Regions from separate parts of the Mus musculus genome. Here regions 1, 2 and 3 are each linked to region 4. Evidence: chromatin contacts called from public promoter capture Hi-C data. All regions are on one chromosome and are shown on one strand. The core of a region is the stretch at or near the end of the contact, and the rest is flanking DNA. Distances in the headings are between cores, read along the strand shown.

What was found. Promoter capture Hi-C pulls out the DNA fragments that hold promoters and counts their contacts.
Region 1: a promoter capture Hi-C map of pre-B cells shows a contact between it and region 4, with 4 times the contacts expected there. The contact joins the promoter of Alkbh5 here to the promoter of Mrpl22 in region 4. A contact is called at or near these places in 5 of 39 promoter capture datasets (the C10 cell line, hippocampal neurons, liver and 1 more).
Region 2: a promoter capture Hi-C map of cranial neural crest shows a contact between it and region 4. The contact joins the promoter of Shmt1 here to the promoter of Mrpl22 in region 4. A contact is called at or near these places in 2 of 39 promoter capture datasets (cranial neural crest and hippocampal neurons).
Region 3: a contact with region 4 is called in a promoter capture Hi-C map of second pharyngeal arch cranial neural crest, with 5 times the contacts expected there. The contact joins the promoter of Glra1 here to the promoter of Mrpl22 in region 4. A contact is called at or near these places in 2 of 39 promoter capture datasets (hippocampal neurons and second pharyngeal arch cranial neural crest).

What each region holds. Positions count from the first base shown.
Region 1 is chr11:60,536,376-60,539,075 of GRCm38.p6, reverse strand. It overlaps Alkbh5 (alkB homolog 5, RNA demethylase), which reads right to left and starts at 1,393. Exons shown (of 4, transcript NM_172943.4): 1 at 1-1,393. The coding sequence starts at 653.
Region 2 is chr11:60,809,874-60,812,573 of GRCm38.p6, reverse strand. Shmt1 (serine hydroxymethyltransferase 1 (soluble)) reads left to right here and starts at 1,309. Exons shown (of 12, transcript NM_009171.2): 1 at 1,309-1,670.
Region 3 is chr11:55,606,866-55,609,565 of GRCm38.p6, reverse strand. Glra1 (glycine receptor, alpha 1 subunit) reads left to right here and starts at 1,368. Exons shown (of 9, transcript NM_020492.4): 1 at 1,368-1,888. The coding sequence starts at 1,833.
Region 4 is chr11:58,170,286-58,172,985 of GRCm38.p6, reverse strand. Mrpl22 (mitochondrial ribosomal protein L22) reads right to left here and starts at 1,322. Exons shown (of 7, transcript NM_175001.5): 1 at 1,273-1,322; 2 at 1,144-1,192. The coding sequence starts at 1,300.

The sequences.
Region 1 (2,700 bases), core at 144-2,643, 2.4 Mb before region 4:
GACACGATGGGGCGCTCGAAGATGTGGATGGGGTCAACGTGGGACACGATGCAGCCGCCGGGCTGGTAGTCGTTGATGACCGCGCTGTTGACGAAGCCCTCGGGGATGACGCGGTGCTCCACCAGCTTCTGGATCACCAGCTGATGCACCCAGTCCGGGATCTCGTCGACGTCGCCCGGCGGGTAGAGGCGCTCCTGGCCCGGCCCGCGCTTCTGCAGCTGGGCCCCGTACGTGTAGCCCTCGCCGAAGAAGTACTTGTTGCGCAGGGGGGCCCGGTCCACCGTGTGCTCGTTGTACAGGCCCTTCTCGGCGCGGGACACCACCTCATCGATGCGGGCCTCGATCTTGGAGCACTCATCCTGACTGAAGAGCCGGATCTGCCGGATGCCGCTCTTCACCTTGCGCGCCTCTTCCTCCTTCTGCAACTGATGCTCCTCGTAGTCGCTGCGCTCGGGGTCCGAGTCCTCCTGGTATTTCCGCTTGGTGGTCCCGGACGCCGGGTAAGGCTCAGCGGCGGCCGCGGCAGCGGCAGCGGCAGCCACGGCGGCGGCCGCAGCGGCGGCGGCCTCCCGACTGCCCGCCTTGTAGTTGTCCCGGGACGTCATGGACTTGAGCTTCTCCCGCAGGTCGGTGTAGCCGCTGGCGGCCGCCATGGCCCCCGCCAACTCAACTCTAGGGTCCTCCGCGGCGGTCCGGCATGGCTCTCAGGGGACCCGAAAGGGACCCGAAAGGGAAGCGAGGGTCCTCAGTGCCAGGCCCCCATGCGTGGCTCAAGGGACCAAAGGGGTAGGCGTAGAGGGGCCGGGAAGGGGTCGAACCTCAGCCGCGGTCGGTCATGCAGCACCAGCTACAGCGGGGCTTCCTCCTCCTCCACCTTCTCCGCGTCCTGAGGGAAAAAGGCGCCGGCAGCGCCTCATGCCGCGGAGGGCTTCGGCCAAGACTCCGCCAGACTCCCGGTCGGACCCTCAGACGCCCGGCCCGGCCCGCACTTTAAAGCTCTCCTCACGACGTCACCGCCAGCCCGCCCGACCTCCGACAGCGCCGCTCCTTAGCGGGCTTCTCGACGCGCGTGCGCACTGCCGGCGGCCACGAGACTCCACGTACTTTGAGCATGCGCGTGCGTGCCGCCCAGTCGGCGGAGAGGCCGGCGCATGCGCAGACGAGGCCCGCTCGTCGGCCGCCGCCCCTCCCCCCACCCGCGGAAAGCTTCGAGAACAGCTCCCGAAAACAACAATTTGCCTGCACGCCAAGCCGCCTCCGGGGCCGAGGGACTCCACCCGCCGGAGTGTGCTCGCGGTGTCCACTGGACAGCGCTGCCGCGTCACGGCATCGTGCGGATGCCCGCAGACGCCTCAGCTTCCAGCGCACAAATCCTCGGGAATCGCCACAACCCAGTCCGCCCCGTGACCGCCCCCTTTGGAGCTTCCACTTTCTTAATTGGACTGCCGGCCACGCGTTGGGCAAACACGGACTGGAGTTTCCAGAGTCGGTTGGTAAATCATGCTTGTCAATCAACTAGTCTCCTTGGCTACTGCGTCCATCACTTAATTAGCTTCGGGCAGAAGCTCGAGGACCCCTGAAGAGTGAATGGGTGGCTAAGTAAGTGCCTGAATGGAGTTCTCGGCGACGAAAAGCCCTCAGGACTCCGGTGAAGCTTCGGAAACAGTGGAAAGTTAAAATTACGGGCAGGAGAGCATCAGGCCCAAACTGTGGAGCAAGCCAGGACAACAAAAGCTGGAGGCGCGCGGTCCGGGCACCCACACCCCATTCCCGCCGCCATCGCTTCCCGAAGCGGACGTTCCACAAGTCACGTCCCGGGACTGCCCACGGGTCGCGCAGCCGCGGGCACGCGCACGGGCACGTCACGTTCCTACTGGGGTTGGGCGTTGTTATAGGGGGCGACAAAAAGGCTTTCCTGTCTGAAGGGCGCAGATTTACCACGGATCGGTCCAAATTGGAAATATTCTTCAGACAGAAAATAAATAAATTGCACAGTGGGATGGTAAATGCGTCTCAGCACTCTGGAGACTGGTTGGAGGATAGCTCACAAATTGGATGCCAACCTAGGCTACACAGCGAGCCTCTGTCTCAAAACAACTACAACAAACCCAAACAATAAAAAATCCTGAAGCGGAGGAGAAAGCCTGAACAAAGGTTTAGCCGTGCTGGAGGTCCCTGGGCACTCCAGCAAATAGGAATAGCAAAGAGGTTCTGCTCTGAACCTCCCCAAGATGAATTCCAGCTTCCTTTTCTGGTTCCCAGTCCCTTTTCCAGTCTTTGATACTCCGTCAGATTTTCATATATCGCCGCCCCTCCTGGCTGTCCATGCTGTCTGTCATCTGTAATGCCTGTCCATCTACAGTGTCTGTCACACAGCTCACCCCTTGTCTTCCAGGCATCCCAGAGTCTGGTGTGTAAAACCAGGAACCAGTACTTACCTCGAACGGTGGTTGTGAGGATGGAATGACGCAGCAGAAGGATTGCTGATACAGCATCCAGACCTCAGTCTTCTAATCTGAAAACTGAGGGTGGCAGCAGTCTCTGTTGGAAAGTGGGGACTGTGTGGTAACTTGGAAAAGTTTGTGGAGTGGAAAGCCAAGAAATTAGGGAATCCAGGCCACCCTCTCTCCCAAACAGCAGGCAGACAAAAGGGAAATGGGTCTGGGGATTCCCGGGGCAGCCCCTTGGGCCCAGGTGACA
Region 2 (2,700 bases), core at 60-2,559, 2.6 Mb before region 4:
TGCAGAGGGCCAAGGTTCTGTTCTCTGAACCCTTGTGGTGGTTCACAGCCAACTATAACTCCAGTTCTAGGGGATTTAACACCCTTTTGCCTGCCTCTGCCTTCTGAGGGCTGGGACTAAAGGCTGCACTACTACCTCCTGACTCTAAAATGATTTTTTAAATCTTATCATTTTAAATTAATTTTGTTACTAAACAATGTATTTTTATATTTTTATGCACACATGGCAATAATATATATTTAAAAATTTATTTTATTTATATATGCAAGTGTTTGTCTGCATGTATGTGTGTACCACATGCATGCATTGGCCACAGAGGTCAGAAGTGTGCATCAGAGCCCCTGGAACTGAAGGTATAAATGGTTGTGAGCCACCCATGTGGGTACTGGGAATTGAACTCAGGACCTCGGCAAAAGCAACAAATGCTCTTAACCACTGATCCATCTCTCTAGCCCCATGGCAATATGATTTGCTTCATTCGTTTTTACTAGCGTGTGTAACACAAACAACGCAAACTCTTGTTTAGGCTAAGCAGGCTCTCTAACACCGAGCCACACAGCCAGCCTCATTTTAATATTTGAGACAGCCAGCTAGCCTGAATCTTGGTATTTAGTCAGGTTGCCCTCTGTCTCAAGATCCCTCTGCCAAAGCCTGTAGAGTTCTGGTCATGCCAGCTGGGTTTTTGTTTGTCTTGTTTGTTTTTTTGTTTACTTATTTATTTGAGATAGGGATTACTGTGGGCTGACACCAGGACCCGCGGTGGTGGCGCACGCCTTTAATCCAGCACTTGGGAGGCAGAGGCAGGTGGATTTCTGAGTTCGAGGCCAGCCTGGTCTACAGAGCGAGTTCCAGGACAGCCAGGGCTAGACAGAAAAACCCTGTCTCAAAAAACCAAAAAAAAAAAAAAAAAAAAAGATCTATTTATGTCAGGCATGGTAGCACATACTTTTAATCCTAGAACTCTGGAGGCAGATCCCCTGGACACTTGTGCATTAGTTACTGGAAACTGAACCCGAACCAGGCTCGATCCCCAATCCTATCCAGGTCTTCTGGATCACAAAACACTCCTACAATCAGCAATACTGCCCAAAAGTCCCAGGTCCCAAGGTAAGGAACCGCCCAGTCCCCTCCTCCTTCCCACCCCCTCCAGTTCAGAGCTCTTTTTTTTTTTTTTTTTTTCCGTCAGGCTTTGCCCTGCTCTGAGCGCGGGCGAATCGCGCGTGGGCAGCTGGGGGCGGGCTCTACCTGGATGCTCCCACTGATTGGGCCGCTGTAGGGGCGGGGCGGGACCAGGCTGCGCTGGGGAGAGTTTAGTGGAGCTCCGGCCTCTGCGCGCCAAGTTTGGGTTTCCCCCGGACGTGGTGTGTCACGTGGTGGGGAGGCTGGTTCCCGGAGCACGTGCTGGGCTGTTAGGACAGCCCGCTGCGGGGTTCCGGCTGGAGGTGTTGCTGTGGTCACTTTCCGCGCGCTCTCCAGGAATTCGGCGATCCACTTGCCTCTGCCTCCCTAGTGCTGGGATTAAAGGCGTGCGCCACCACAACGCGTTTAGTCCCTTTCATAAAGACCGGAGGAACAGACGTTTACGGCCAGCTCCCGAAACCAAGTGAACTGGAGGCCACCCTGCACCAAGGGTTGGAACCTTTTCACAAAATCCACGCTCCTAATACAAGGTATGTAATTTCTAATCTTTGCGATTGTTTCTTTTTGTTTTGTTTGAGGTGTGAGTGTCACACATGCTGTCCTCGAACTTGATGTGTAGCCAAGGATGACCTTGAACTTCTAATGGTTCTGCCTCCACCTCACCAGTAAGAGCTATCGCTCTCGGTTCATGTGGTGCTGGGATGGAACCCCTTGGTTTATACATGTTAACGAAGCTTCCGAGGTTTGTCTGTAATCACTGCTTTTGATTTACTAGTACAACCCTGATTATCTGCAGTGCGTTACTCTATCTAGGGGACAGGTTGGCTTGTAGCGTTCTTAGCCCAGTGCCTCTATTTCAAGGTCTGGAAGTTAGGTGACCTTTGGTTAGCTGAAGCAAGCACAAATGTGTTTAATTGAGCCAGGCAGTTGCTGGACCAGAAACACCAGTTTAGGCTCCGTACAGAATACATTTAAAATTTCTTCCTTGAGGGGAAATTGAATGGAGGTGAGTAATTGTGTTACCCAGGATTCTGGGAAGCACCAAAAGTAAACAGGAGTTCACATTCTGCCTCTGTTATATGACCTTAGTTAAAGCCACTCCAAGGCCTTTGAGAGCCTCCTCTCTTTATAAAGCAGGGCACAGAGAGACTCGCACTGTTCCTGTCCCCATTACAGCCTAACACGTGGGTATGGACTTTGGCAGACCTATAGACAGTAATAAGGAAATGCTGTATGTTTTCCCCAAAGTTAGCTCAAAAACGACAGTTCAGCAGCCAGGGCTCTGCAGAGAGACCCTGTCTTGGAAAACAAAATAATCAAAAGTCTATAGTGTGAAGATCTTCTTCCTAAGTAAGCCCTAAGTAAGCCAGGAGTGGTGGTGGCACACGCAGGAAGATCTCTGTGAATTCAAGGCCAGCCTGGTCTACATAGAAAAACCCTCTCTAAAAACATAAAACTAATGCCCTGGCCTGGGTATTGTGGTGTATGGCCTTTAATCCCACCCAGCAGACAAAGAGGTAGAAGTAGGCAGAGTTCAGTGCCAGCATGGTCTACATAGTG
Region 3 (2,700 bases), core at 119-2,618, 2.6 Mb after region 4:
CTTCTGGGCTCAAATATTATACCTTCAGTGCTTCAACAAAATTGAGGGACCTTGTTCCATTGACCCTTTTAAAATGGAAACAGGTGCAGCAGCTCTCCACGGTCAAACATTAGGCAGAGCTTGGGAAGTCCTGTGGAAGACTATAAGGAAATTTTGAGGGAGCCAGAGGAGTCAAGGACACCACAAGAAAACCTAGAGAGTCAACTCACCTGGGCCTGTGGAGGTTCACAAAGACTGAACCACCAACCAAAGAGCATGCATGGGCTGGTCCTAGGCCCTCAACACATGTAGCAGATGTGAAGCTTGGTTCCATGTGGATCCCTGAACAATTGGAGCAGCAGGAACTGTCTCTGACTCCATTCCCTGCCTTCCCCTAACTGGGCTGCCTTATCTGGCCTCAGTAGGAGAGGATGCTCTTAGTCCTGCTGTGACTTGATAGGTCAGGGCCAGCTGGTACCCACAAGGGGCATTCCTTTCTCTGAGGAGGGGGTGTGAGAGTGGGACTTGGAGGAGAGGAAGAAGAGGGGCTGCAATTGGGATGTAAAATGAATAAACGAATTAATGAAAAAAATGATAAACTGAGTCTGCCTGAGCACATCTGGACTGAGGCTCATGGTGTTTTACTTACATACAGCTATTTTTTAAAAAATCATGGTAAGGATTTTGAAAGACTTAAAAGATAAATTCCATGACCTCTCTGGAGCGACAGAAGACCTGAAAAGACCCTGAGGCCTGGGAAGTGCATGAGGCTGGTCTCTGCCAGCACTCCAAGGGTTAAACTCAAGCCAGAGCCTAACGTGCAATTGGCCGAACCTGGAGAGAAGATATGGTTTTCGCAGCTGCGGGCCAATGAACACTCCGAGTGGGAGGGTTTGAAGCTTCTAAGGAGTTTTTCCCCCCATTTTCCCCTCTCCACCCCCTCCCGTCGGTCCTCGCCCCCACCATCCTCTACGCCGCCAGTTTGTTAAATTAATGCAGTAAGAAAGTCTGAAGATCTGAGGGAGTCTGGCCAGAAGAAGATGGGCGAGCTTAGAAATTGGAGATGCCTGTGAAAGCTTGGGTTCTTGAGCCCTGCTGGGAAGCCATGGACCCCAGCAGCCCCTGAAAGTTGTGGTGGGCTCTCTTGCTCCTGCAGCCCCAAGCAATGGGACACCTTTCTTGCAGCGATCCCAACTTATTCGTCGGGGACCAGAGAACACGGACTGCAAGGCGGCAGCAGACAGGAACGGAGGCAGGGGAACGAGATTCCGGGACTCGGTCGCGATGCGCCAGCCTGGCACACTCTCCGACATCTAACTGAAGCCAGCACCGTCACCTGCTCCACCCCCCCCCCCAACCCCTAAAACCCCTCGGGCCAGCCCAGGGCCAGAAAGAAGATGCCAGCCGGGTCTAAGGGTCTGAGGCCAGGGCTCTGATCCCCACGGATTTCTTCCTTTCATGGAGCTGGCCATCTCGACAGGAAAATAAGGGTAAAAATAAAGAAGAAGAAGAGTAAAGAAAGAAAGAAAAGAAGAAAATATACCCACCCCCAAACGTGCCTCCCAGCGCCGCAGGGAGCCTCCAGCGAGTAGAGCTTCAGCCGCGCTCTTCCCGCCCGCAGCCGGGCTGGACGCTCTCCGTGGTGCTGAACCTGCACGACTGCCGCTGTCCGCGGTACCTTAGCTGCCTGGCTGCAATTCTCCCCCGGCTCTGACACCTCGTCCCTCTACTCCCTGCCCCCTTAAACATCTGGATTATTATCCCCAGTGGCGCTCTCTGGCTTCGTAAGTGCCCATCGAAAACATTTTTGCACCCCCATAACTCGTGGACTTTACAGCACTAGAATCTGGAAGATGTACAGCTTCAATACTCTGCGATTCTACCTTTGGGAGACCATTGTATTCTTCAGGTACGCGATTTTCTATACTGACCACTATCCTTATGGTGCAATAGGGGTTCAGGAGGAGTAGGGAGGCTGACTCTGCCGCGGCTTCATCAATTGGGGAGGGGGTGCTGTGTGCTGAAGGCCCTTCCATCCCTCTCCTTCCCCCACCCCCCACCCGCAGGGTGTCTGGCTGGTGCGTGTAGGTCCCAGACAGTGGCTGCTCCTGGTTGCTCCGGCAGCGGTTTGCCTGTTCTTTGCAGTCTGTCTGCTTACTGCACTCCCCGCAAAATTGGGGCCCCAGCCCCCTAGCCCCTCTGCTCGTTACCCTTCACTCGACTGAGGACTTAAGGGGAAGCTTTGTGAGTTTTTTAGTTTAATTGGGACCGCATTCTCTCAAACCGCAGTGCTGGAAACCCCGGGTCTCCCGTCTGGGAGCGAAGTGACAACTAGCGGTGACGCGGAAGGTTGCAGTTGGACTGGCTGGGCACAAAACAGCATTCTGTCTCTCTTTTTGTTGTTTTGCTTCGGGGTCAGGGGTTTCTGTAGTTTGGAGCTGGGAAAAAACGCAGTTATGACCGCAGCTTACAAAGCCCTAACTTAAATGCAGATCAGGCCTATTTAATAATAGATGCTAGAAAATATTTTCCTTTTATAACTTTGACTCCCTCCTCCCTGATACACGCTTCTTTCCAAACTCTGTTACAACAGACCCTCCGCTACTCCAAAGGGCAGTTCTTCTTTATGAATGGATGCCTATATCTGCTGCCATAACTAGGCTCCCCACGCCCACCCACTGACTCCTAATTCTCTGCTTACAGACTTGGCATTCTTGTCTT
Region 4 (2,700 bases), core at 73-2,572:
CCGTTCTGGGAGCCACGTCACCACCACCCTTATCCAGACACTACAGAGCTGGCTCGTCTCCCATCCAGATACACCTGCAATCTCTAGGCCTTCAAACTTTCTTCTCCAGTTTGAATCACTGGTGTTTACATTTTACATAGTTAAAGCCAGCGGCACACTGTCACTTCACTGGGCCTTGGTTTTCATGTATGTAAGAAAGAGGAAAGAGGCAATGTCTCTAAGGCCTCTAACATCATTTTATATCATCACTCACAGCAGGGTGACAGAACCATAAGCTGCTCAACTCTGACTTCAATCTTTCAAAGAAGCCATTAGGATAAACTATTAAACAAGATTTTGTGAGCGTGAGGTACCTACTGTCTGCCATCCCTTAGAAACTGCCTTGCATTTCTCAAAACCTCAATACAGATTTGGCAATCAATATGGTGTCTGGTAAATTAAGTATGCCATGAATTAACAGTGACAAAGTTTCATGAATACTTACAGGTTTTATGAATACTCAGGACTGAAATGGGTTTTAAACGGAATCAAACAACTATAATTATATTATGTCAAAATATTGCTCCAAAGAAGCAATTCATTTGCAAGTACTATATATGTAATCGAAACTTCGGATGTACCCTACGGATCCATGCCAGTGCTAACTCAACTGCATAGGGACGCTTGTGTCCTAGCAGGACAGTGCATGGCCTAGGATCCCAGCCTCTGACTGGTAAGCAGAAGCCAGACTGACTTATGGCGAGACTCAAACAAACAAACAAAAGGCTTTCTCGAGAGGCTCCAGAATGTTCTGCAGAGCAAAAGGCTCAAACTCCAGTTGCTGAGAAACAACAGCGAACGAATGTACAATGTCAGGCAAGCCTCGAGTCTCCAAACAGTCCTTGCCCACGGCAAGTGAATAAAGAAATAACCAGGAATGTTTGTTGGTATAGCACACAAAGTCGAAGATTCGAATCGTGCCTACGGAATAGGGAGAGGCTGGTCAGAAAACACCGAGAGGAGCCCCCGGAGGCAACAGTCTCTATGGGGTTCTGGGTCGGGCCGCCCTCCACCTGAGGCCGAAAGTACTGCCTGGCACACAAGTGCACTGTGATCGATGCAGATCAGGCGCAGCCTGCAAGATCTTCGTGGCAGGACTCTTACCGCAGCGTCTGCGTTGCCCAGATCCTCAGGTTAGGTACCCTCAGTGCACCTGCAACGTGAATACGAGCTGTCAACTTCGATTCTCTTTATCTCCTCCTTCCCAAATTCTAAGAAAGACTCAAGCCTTACCCAACTCTCGCAGTAGTGCGGCCGCCATGCTGAGCCCTACGGAAGCCTCCGGGATCAAACGCCGGCTGACTATACGCATGCGCAGTCCGAGGCCGGCTTCCGGGACCGGAAAAGTCAGAGTGCGTTGTCATGGAGACCAGGAATGCGTCGTCCTTGTGAAAAGTCTGGTCAGAGCAGTCTTTCTTTGGAGTGAATGACCTCATAAAGACTGAAAATCAGAAAAACTGTGACCTCACCTCATAACAGCCTGAAAAGGGCAGGAGAACCTTTTAATCCTAAATATTTAAGGCCAAAGATACAAGAAAGACCACTGATCCAAATCATAATGGCCAAGTTAATTAAAGCAAGCAATTAATTAAAGCAAGCTTTTTTTATTTGCATACAGGAACTGCTTCCCCCTAAAGCAACGTTTGAGAAGGCAGCATCGGATATGAGGAAGACAAGGTTTCTATAGCTCAGGGGTTGGGTGTTTCCAAATGGATTTGCTAGGTGGAGGTTACAGGAGCAGAACTAGAACAGGAGCTGACTAATAAGTTAGTCCCATAAACAGAAACAGACTAGCAAATTGGTCATAACCACCTCCTGAAAGAAAGTTATGATCACAAGGTGGTCCTAAGAAGGTAGTCATAAAAACCTTTTTTTTTTTTTTTTTTTTTTGGTTTTTTGAGACAGGGTTTCTCTGTATAGCCCTGGCTGTCCTGGAACTCATTCTGTAGACCAGGCTAGCCTTGAACTCAGAAATCCGCCTGCCTCTGCCTCCCGAGTGCTGGGATTAAAGGTGTGGGCCACCATGACCGGCCATAAAAACCTTTTGAAACAAAGGTAGGATTAACAAGATGGTTTTGAAACAAAGACACAGTTGCCATTTTCTGGAACCCACAGAACCATGTATAGTTAAGATTACAGGTGTGGCATAGCCCAATCAGTGAGAAATGGAGGTTTAATCATAAACAGGAATGAATCTAGTTTGCCTCTACTATAAGATACCTTTTGGGCTGGTGAGATGGCTCAGTGGGTAAGAGCACCCGACTGCTCTTCTGAAGGTTCGAAGTTCAAATCCCAGCAACCACATGGTGGCTTACAACCACCCATGATGAGATCTGACTCCCTCTTCTGGTGTGTCTGAAGACAGCTACAGTGTACTTACATATAATAAATAAATAAATCTTTAAAAAAAAAAAAGATACCTTTTAAGCCTAAAATGGAGGCAGGCTGGTTCATCAAACTCTGTCTTCAGTGGGCCTCAGGGTTCTTGTTAAAAATGACTGTAACATCAGCATGTGGGAGACTGGTGTTAAAGAACCACCATGTTACACAAGCCGGGCTCTGTCTCAGAGAAAAGGAGCCTGGCGTAGCACCACATGATGTAATCCCAGCGTATGAGAGGCTGAAGCAGGAAGATCTCCACCAGTTTGTCGCCCTGGGCTG